Linked DNA regions of Macaca mulatta: region 2 is linked to region 1. Evidence: chromatin contacts called from public Hi-C data. All regions are on one chromosome and are shown on one strand. Each heading gives the region's core, a stretch centred on a gene start, on an enhancer-like site or on the middle of the called end of the contact. The rest is flanking DNA. Distances are from core to core; before and after follow the strand shown. Region 1 holds the start of HMGN1 (high mobility group nucleosome binding domain 1). Region 2 holds the start of BRWD1 (bromodomain and WD repeat domain containing 1).

Evidence for each region. A called contact is a pair of places that touch in the nucleus more often than the background predicts.
Region 2: a contact with region 1 is called in a Hi-C map of cortical neurons, with 4 times the contacts expected there. The contact joins the promoter of BRWD1 here to the promoter of HMGN1 in region 1. A contact is called at or near these places in 3 of 14 Hi-C or Micro-C datasets (cortical neurons, fetal cortex germinal zone and liver).

Annotation. Positions count from the first base shown.
Region 1 is chr3:8,087,113-8,090,731 of T2T-MMU8v2.0, forward strand. It overlaps HMGN1 (high mobility group nucleosome binding domain 1), which reads left to right and starts at 1,766. Exons shown (of 5, transcript XM_077995757.1): 1 at 1,766-2,218; 2 at 2,539-2,571; 3 at 2,778-2,825. The coding sequence starts at 1,958.
Region 2 is chr3:8,148,216-8,151,834 of T2T-MMU8v2.0, forward strand. BRWD1 (bromodomain and WD repeat domain containing 1) reads left to right here and starts at 1,856. Exons shown (of 42, transcript XM_015132876.3): 1 at 1,856-2,054; 2 at 2,198-2,256; 3 at 2,399-2,428; 4 at 2,593-2,652. The coding sequence starts at 2,006. LOC106997240 reads right to left here and starts at 1,890. Exons shown (of 1, transcript XM_015132879.3): 1 at 569-1,890. The coding sequence starts at 1,602. The coding sequence ends at 1,012.

The DNA of each region.
Region 1 (3,619 bases), core at 516-3,015:
CCGCAAGTTTACCTATGAAGGGGTGAACCGGCCCAGGTCAGAAACGGAGCAGGTCAAAACTCCCACGCTGATGAGTAGTGGAATCACACCTGTGAATAGCACTGCACTCCAGCCTGGGCAACAGAGTGAAACCTTGTTTCTTTAAAAAAAAAAAAAAAAAAAAGGATACTGCCAAATAGTTTTTCATTTGAGTTCTGGCTGCTCCATTTGTTTGTGTTGGCAACTTAAAAAAACTAGGCCAAAGAAAACATCTGTGGACCATCAGTTGTCACCTCTGACCTAGCGCATCTTCGGTTCTTACGGGAGAAAGATCTTTATAAGGTAAGTCCAAAAGCATAGTGTTCCCTTGCTTAAGACCTTGCAGTATCCCTCGATCTTTGGATAGTGATCGAACTTCACGACCGGCTGCTCTTCTTTTTTTTCTACCTCTTTCCCCTGATCTTTACGTCCATTTTTCATATCTCCATCCCTGACACTTTAAAGGTCTTGGTGGGCTGCCACACTCTAGTAAGTCAGCATGCCTTGAAATATGCTGACCAACCTATGCCGATGTTCCCCTTTCTTTACTAGGCCAATTGAGTACTTTCTCTCTCCACTAAATTACTAGACCCAGTGCTTGGGATACAAACCTGGATTCTCTCTACCCCAGGGACTTCACGGTGCCTGCCACAAGGCAAGTGCTCAGTGCATGCTTGTGCCACAAACTTGGGTACTCCCTGATGTTGAATTTTTTTAAGGTAATCCATGCAGGTAGGAAAGTGAAAAAAAAACACTACACACGAGAAAGGGAAATTTTACCCTCAATCTCCCCAGTTCTCCCCAGAGGCAACCGCTGGTACCACTTCCGTGCGTATTCTTGCTGAGATATACATGGAATGTATAAGGATATATATTCCATCAATGCTATGGAGAAAATAAAACATTCCTCTGGGGGTCCGCGAGTGCTGGAGACGGTCGCGAACGGTTCGCAGGAGCTGCAATCTGAGAGCTGCCCTACTCTGAGCCCAAAAACGACCGTCGTGCACCTGCAGTCCTCAGGGAAATCTGAAGAAAGTTCCACAGCTTGGATTCCCAGCACTTTGGCAGGCCAAGGCGGGAGGGTTGCTTGAGCCCAGGAGTTGGAGACCAGGCTGAGCAACATAGTGAAACCCCGCCTCTACAAAAAATACAAAAGTTAGCCGGGCATAGTGGTGCACTGTGGTCCCAGTTACTCGGCAGGCTGGGGTGGGAGGATCGCTGGAGCCGAAGAGGTCGAGGCTGCAGTGAACCGTGATTGCACCACTGCACTCCGGCCTGGATGACACAACGAGACCCTGTCTTAAATAAAAGAAAGGAAGGAAGGAAGTTACACAGAAAGGCCGCCTGCCGTAACTTCGCATCGGAGCCCCAGGTGTGGACCTGGGCGAGTGAAAGCGCAGCAAGCGTCCCGCGCCTGCGCACTGGCCCACGCCGAGCTCTCGTCGGCTCTCCTTCCCACGCCCTCCTCCAACGCCTGCGCACCAGGGCCTGTTTCACGCAGGCCTGCGAAGCTGGAGCCCCTGAATAGCCTTTCTTGCCGACTGAGGCGGGAGGAATTTGCTAGTTCCTGTATCCCTTGTCCTTCTCCCTTCCCAGTCTAAGATACCAACTATAAATGTTCGAACCCAATTCACCCCAGAGGGGAGGGGCCAGATGCCAGTGGCCTGAAGGCGCCCAGGTATCCAGAAGGATTGTGGGTGGGGACCTGCGGTCACGTGGCATGCTCCCGCCAATCAGCGCGCAGACCGCACTTCGCAGCTCGGCTTCAAACAAACTACCGTGAGGTCGGAGCGCCACTGGGGCCCCGCCCCCTTCGCCTGGGCCTGGGGCCCCGCGAGACGGCGGGAAGGGGTGGGGGGGCGCCCGGGAGGGGGCGGAGCGCAAGGTCGAGTGACGGCCTGTCTCACCTATTCCGGGCGCGGGCTGAGCCCCACAGCCAATGGGCGGGGGCGGGGGCGGGGGGCGGCCCGGCCGGAGGGGAGGGGGAGCCCGCGGCAGGGGACGCGGGGGGAGGAGGAGGCGGGCTCCCAATCCGGTTCCATCCGGTTCTCCCACCGCCCCCGCTGTGGGTCTCAGCAGCTCGGGCGGCGGGAGGAGTGGCAGCGGCCAGGCAGCCCAGTTTCGCGAAGGCTCTCGGCGCGCCGCGGCCCGCAGGCATTCGGCACGCGCCTTCCCCGCCGCCAGGATGCCCAAGAGGAAGGTGAGCGGTGGCCGCGGCCCGCACACGCCCCCTGGAGCCGCCGTCTGCTGGGCCCCGCGAGGCCCAGGCCCCGCTGCACTCACGGTGGCGACGGGCCCGGGAGGCGCTTGGAGACCGGCGGGCGGGCAGGCGGGCGCTCGGCGGCCGCGGGGGCGGCTGCTCTGGAACGTTCGGCGGCCGGGGGAGCCAAGGGGGCGATTCGAACGGGGCGGCGGGAAGCCGTGACGTCACGCGGCCGGGCATTGTTCTCGGGGCCGTGCGGGCGCGCGAGTCCTGGGACTGCGGCCCGCCTGCATTCGCCCGTCTCCTTGTCCCCGCAGGTCAGCTCCGCCGAAGGGGCCGCCAAGGAAGAGGTGAGTTCGGAGCCTTCTGCGGGGGGTGGTGGGTTTCCAGTGAGCCGCTGGCCTGCCTGCCTTTCTCGCTGACTCTCCTTTTTCTTTCTCCAAGCCCAAGAGGAGATCGGCGCGGTTGTCAGCTGTAAGTAAAGCCAGCCCCGTAACCGTTTGTTTTTCGCGGGTCGTCCCGGGTAAGGACGTTCAGTGCTACTTTTGCCTTTCAGAAACCTCCTGCCAAAGTGGAAGCGAAGCCGAAAAAGGCAGCAGCGAAGGTAGGCTTCGAAACGCGCATTGGGGTGCAGCGGGGCCTTAGGTACACTGCTCCTTAATGCGGGACTTTTCATTTTGATTAGCTATTTGAGCTTTCTTTATATTTTAATAACTACGGTAAATAACTTCTTCTGGTCGGGGTAAAATGTAATGGATATATTCGTCCTGGTTTATAGGACTATATCACACTAATGCTGCTGCAGATGTTAGGAGACTTGGGACGACAAAAAATATTAAATATTAGCAAGTCTGCAAAGGAAATTTATTCTTTGCGTTGCGTACGTTGTGGCTAGTGGTTGGCCTTTAATTGCATGCTTGTACTTCCTCTTTTGAGGATAAAAGAGCCAAGTTAGGACTGAGGCAGGGAACGTGTAAGTTTTTATACAGTTTCCAAGCCAACTTGGGGAAATCTTAACCTTTTTACGGGGTGGGAGTGGGGAGGTCAGAAGTTGTGATCTCTGAGAAAATAACCGCTACTACTCTAAAAGTGTTTTATTAACAGTTATACAAAACCGTGATTTTGGCTGCTCCCTAATAAATTCGTGATTGCATGATTCGAATTGCAGGTCTGTAGAATGAAGTTGGCTTTGGATATACGTGTGTTTGATAACTTTCAGAGTGGAAAAGCAGAACATGTGTAAAACGTGTATAAACTTTGTGTTTGGATCTAGCATTGAAACCACCATTTGTAAAGCTCTAATGTTCACGGGGTGATTAATTTCTATCCTAAACTTAGGTGAAAGTTTGCTGTTTGAAGTCTCAAAAAATTTTTTTGTTAATGCCTTCACCTCTTTCC
Region 2 (3,619 bases), core at 606-3,105, 61 kb after region 1:
CAGGCGCGCACCCCCGCAGGTGGCTAACATTTTGTATTTTTAGTAGAGACGGGGTTTCACCATGTTGGCCAGGATGGTCTTGATTTCCTGACCTCATGATCCGCCCGCCTTGGCCTCCCAAAGTGCTGGGATTACAGGTGTGAGCCAGCACGCCTGGACAGCCTTACAGGTATCTGTATCTATTTATAAATACATATAAAAGCTTTTGGCCAGGCGCGTTGGCTCACGCCTGTAATCTTCAGCACTTCGGCAGGCCGAGGCGGGTGGATAACCTGAGGCCAGGAGTTCGAGACCAGCCTGGCCAACACAGTGAAACCCCCGTCTCTACTAAAAATATAAAAATTAGCCGGACGTGGTGGCACGTGTCTGCAATTCCAGCTACTCGGGAGGCTGAGGCTGCAGTGAGGTGAGATCACACCACTGCACTCCAGCCTGGGCGACAGAGCAAGACCCTGTCTCAAGGAAAAAAAAAAAAAAAAAGCTTTTGCTATTTGGTGTAAATAAAAGCCAACTGTATACGGTGCTTACTATATGCCAGGAACACATTAATTCATTAAATCCTCACCACTTTATGAGGCAGGCACAAATATTGTGTTTACTAGTGAGGAATTATCTACGGTTTACTGGTAAGGAAAACTGAGACCCACAGGTTGTGACTTGCTCAAGGTCAAGCTGGTGGAGCCAAGACAAGGTGCAGGCAGTGAGTCCTGCCCCAGAGTCTGACCTGAACCACATTTAACCTCTCTGTGGTGTGTGGGTTATTGCCATGAGTAAGAATCAGAACGTTAACGCGCACTCCAGGAAGGCAGGGACACCATTTAGGGTCACCGCTGTACTTCAGGGGTCAGAGCAGGGCAGGCTGGATGCGCTGAGGAAACTCATACAGTTAGGTCAGAAGCCTGGCAAGACAAGGGAATTCTCTGGTCCTCGTCCACCTCTCCAACCTCACGTCTACTAGTCTTCCAAGAGGATTCTAACTACACATGGCTCCCGAGTTTCCGGCTTCTCTTCTCAGGGAGGGTCTGCGGCCCGTTGCACCGCCTTCTCCCCGCAATCCCGTTTTCCTGTCCATGCCTGGACGGATCCGGCCGAGCCGTCAGCCGCAGCTGCGCGCTGCTCCCCCGACTCGCACCCCCTCGGCGAAGCGCTGCATTTTATGTAATTTTCTACCAGGCTGCCGGCTTCTGGGGGCTGCGGCTGGGTCTCGGCGGCCTTCAGCGCCGCAGACGCTCCGGCAACGCCGGTATCCGAGGCCCCCGCCCTAGGCTCGCGGGTCCGGGCGGCGTTCCCCCGTGCGGGAGGCGCGGCGAGCCAATCCTCACTTTCAAAGCTTTCGCGTCCTGGAAGTCTATCGTGGGGGGCAAAACGCGCTGGCCCCAGACGACCGGTTCGTGAAGTCACCCTTCCGAGCGACCCGGAGCGGGCGACCCTGCAGAACCGCGGCTCGGGGCCCTTGCGGTCCCGCGTAGAGGACCCAGGTCCCGCGGGGGGCGGCGGTGACTCGCCCCCTCCGGCGGCCGCGCTTCCGCCCCCGGTACCCGCACGCTGCTGGACCGCCCGGCGTCGCGTCGCCGCCTCACAAAGCCTGGGCGGCCGCCTCATCGCGCGCAGGGATCCGGGCCACGCGCCCTCCCCTCCCCCACTCGCCGCCGCTACCCTGGGCGCCCAGGTCTTTACCCCCGCGTCACTTTCTCCTCATCGAGTCCCCGGAGACAGACAGCGGAGCGAGGCTCGCCTTCCCGGGCGAGACGCAAGCTCCAGTCCTCCCTTGGCGCCGAGGCCCCCGCGCCCCACGGAGGGACTACTTTCCGTCTCCTGTGAGGCACTACTTCCTCCCCCGCGGAGGCGTCGGACCAGGAGGCGCGCACGGCATGGCGGCGGCAGCGGCGGCGGCGGCGGCGGCGGCGCGCGCCTGAGGAGAGGGGACGCCAGCCCGGTCAGGCCTCGGCGCGGCCTACACGCTCCGCTCGCTCGCTCGCTCCCGCCTCCCGCCCCGTGTCCGGCCATGGCGGAGCCCTCGTCCGCCCGACGCCCGGTGCCTCTCATCGAGTCGGGTAAGACGCGAGGCCGTGCCACCCCCGTCCTGGCGCTCCCAGCTGCTTCGGCTTCCCCGGCTGCCCCGGCCCCGACCCCGTCCCGGTCCCGGGCCCCGTCCCCTCCCTGCCCGGGCTTGACCCAACTCCCTGTCTTCCCGCAGAGCTGTACTTCCTCATCGCCCGGTACCTATCGGCGGGCCCGTGTCGGAGAGCGGCCCAGGTGAGTGCGGGCCCGCGGGCGGCTGCGGACTTGGCGTCCCCGGTGTCCCCTCCGCCGCCGGGGGTCGCGGGTGGAGGGCGGGGGTGAAGCGGGCGCGCCCCGGGCCCGGCCCCACCCCTGACCGCGCGTCTCTCGGCCGCAGGTGCTGGTGCAGGAGCTGGAGCAGTACCAGGTCTGTGCCCGCCCGTCCCCGCGCGCCCGTCCCCGCGCTCCCTCGCGTCCCTCCTCCCGACCTTGCCCTGAGGGATGCTCGCCCGCGCCCCCCGCCCGCCCCGCGCCCCCCGCCCGCCCCGCGCCGGAGCGGTGGTCACTCGTGTGCGTTTCGTGTCTTTCCAGTTGTTGCCGAAGAGGTTGGACTGGGAGGGCAACGAGCACAACAGGAGCTACGAGGAGTTGGTGAGCATTGGGCACGTTTGCTCCCCGGGTTCTCCGTGCACCGCCCCCCGCCCCTGCCCCTGCCCCTGCCCCTCGTGGGGACCCCGGCCCGTGGGGTGCAAAGTGTGAGCCGCACTGGAGGGCGGCCCCAGGACAGCTGCCTTCCCCGCTGAATATTCTGTTTTGTTTTTGAGGCGGCCAGGTTTGTTTTGGCAGGAAACAGTCATGGGGGGCGGCGCGGGGCGGAGCGGTGGGGGCGACTCGCGGAGGTCCTGCGGCAGGGGTGGGGCTCCAGGTGCGGCCGCCTCTGCGGGGTGTGGCGTGCGCAGCCAGCCATTCAACGGGGCGGTTTCATCCGCTCCCCCCCTCTCCACCGCGCTTGTAACTCGCGCTCTGATTGGCCTCTCGTGTCTTGTCCCGCCCGGGTCTGTCCCCCACTTGTTCTTTAGGAATAGAATCATTGGTCTCTGAAGGTGGAGAAATGTTCTTGTGTTGAGCTTATTTTTTGTTTTGTCCGCAGCAGCGTCATAAAAATCTTGCAGCTGTGTGAATATGCTACTGTAATACTTGTGCTCTTTTCTCCTGTACAATATTTGTTGAACGCCGTAGAAAGTTGATTGATGAGTTTCACACTGATCTTGCTGTAGATAATAAAGTGCTTTAAATAGACACTTTCTTTTTGAGCTCGGTTAATCGTGCATTACAGTCTCATTTCTTTTGTGAACCTGGTTAATATCTCTATATAACTTGCTTTTATCTGTAGTTAACAGCAGTTGCAGGGATTCGTTTGTTTTTACTGGAGACATTTTTCAGGAATGTATTTTTGCCATTTCGTTATTAGGACAAAGGAAATTCGTTGATTGCCAGGCCATGTTCAGCATCTTGTATAAGGAAAACAATTGAGAGGGAAAAGAGCTTCTGAGTGATCTTTTACCACAGTTTGAAGACCTGTAACCCTTAAGCGGTAGAGTATGGTAGCAAGTGAAAA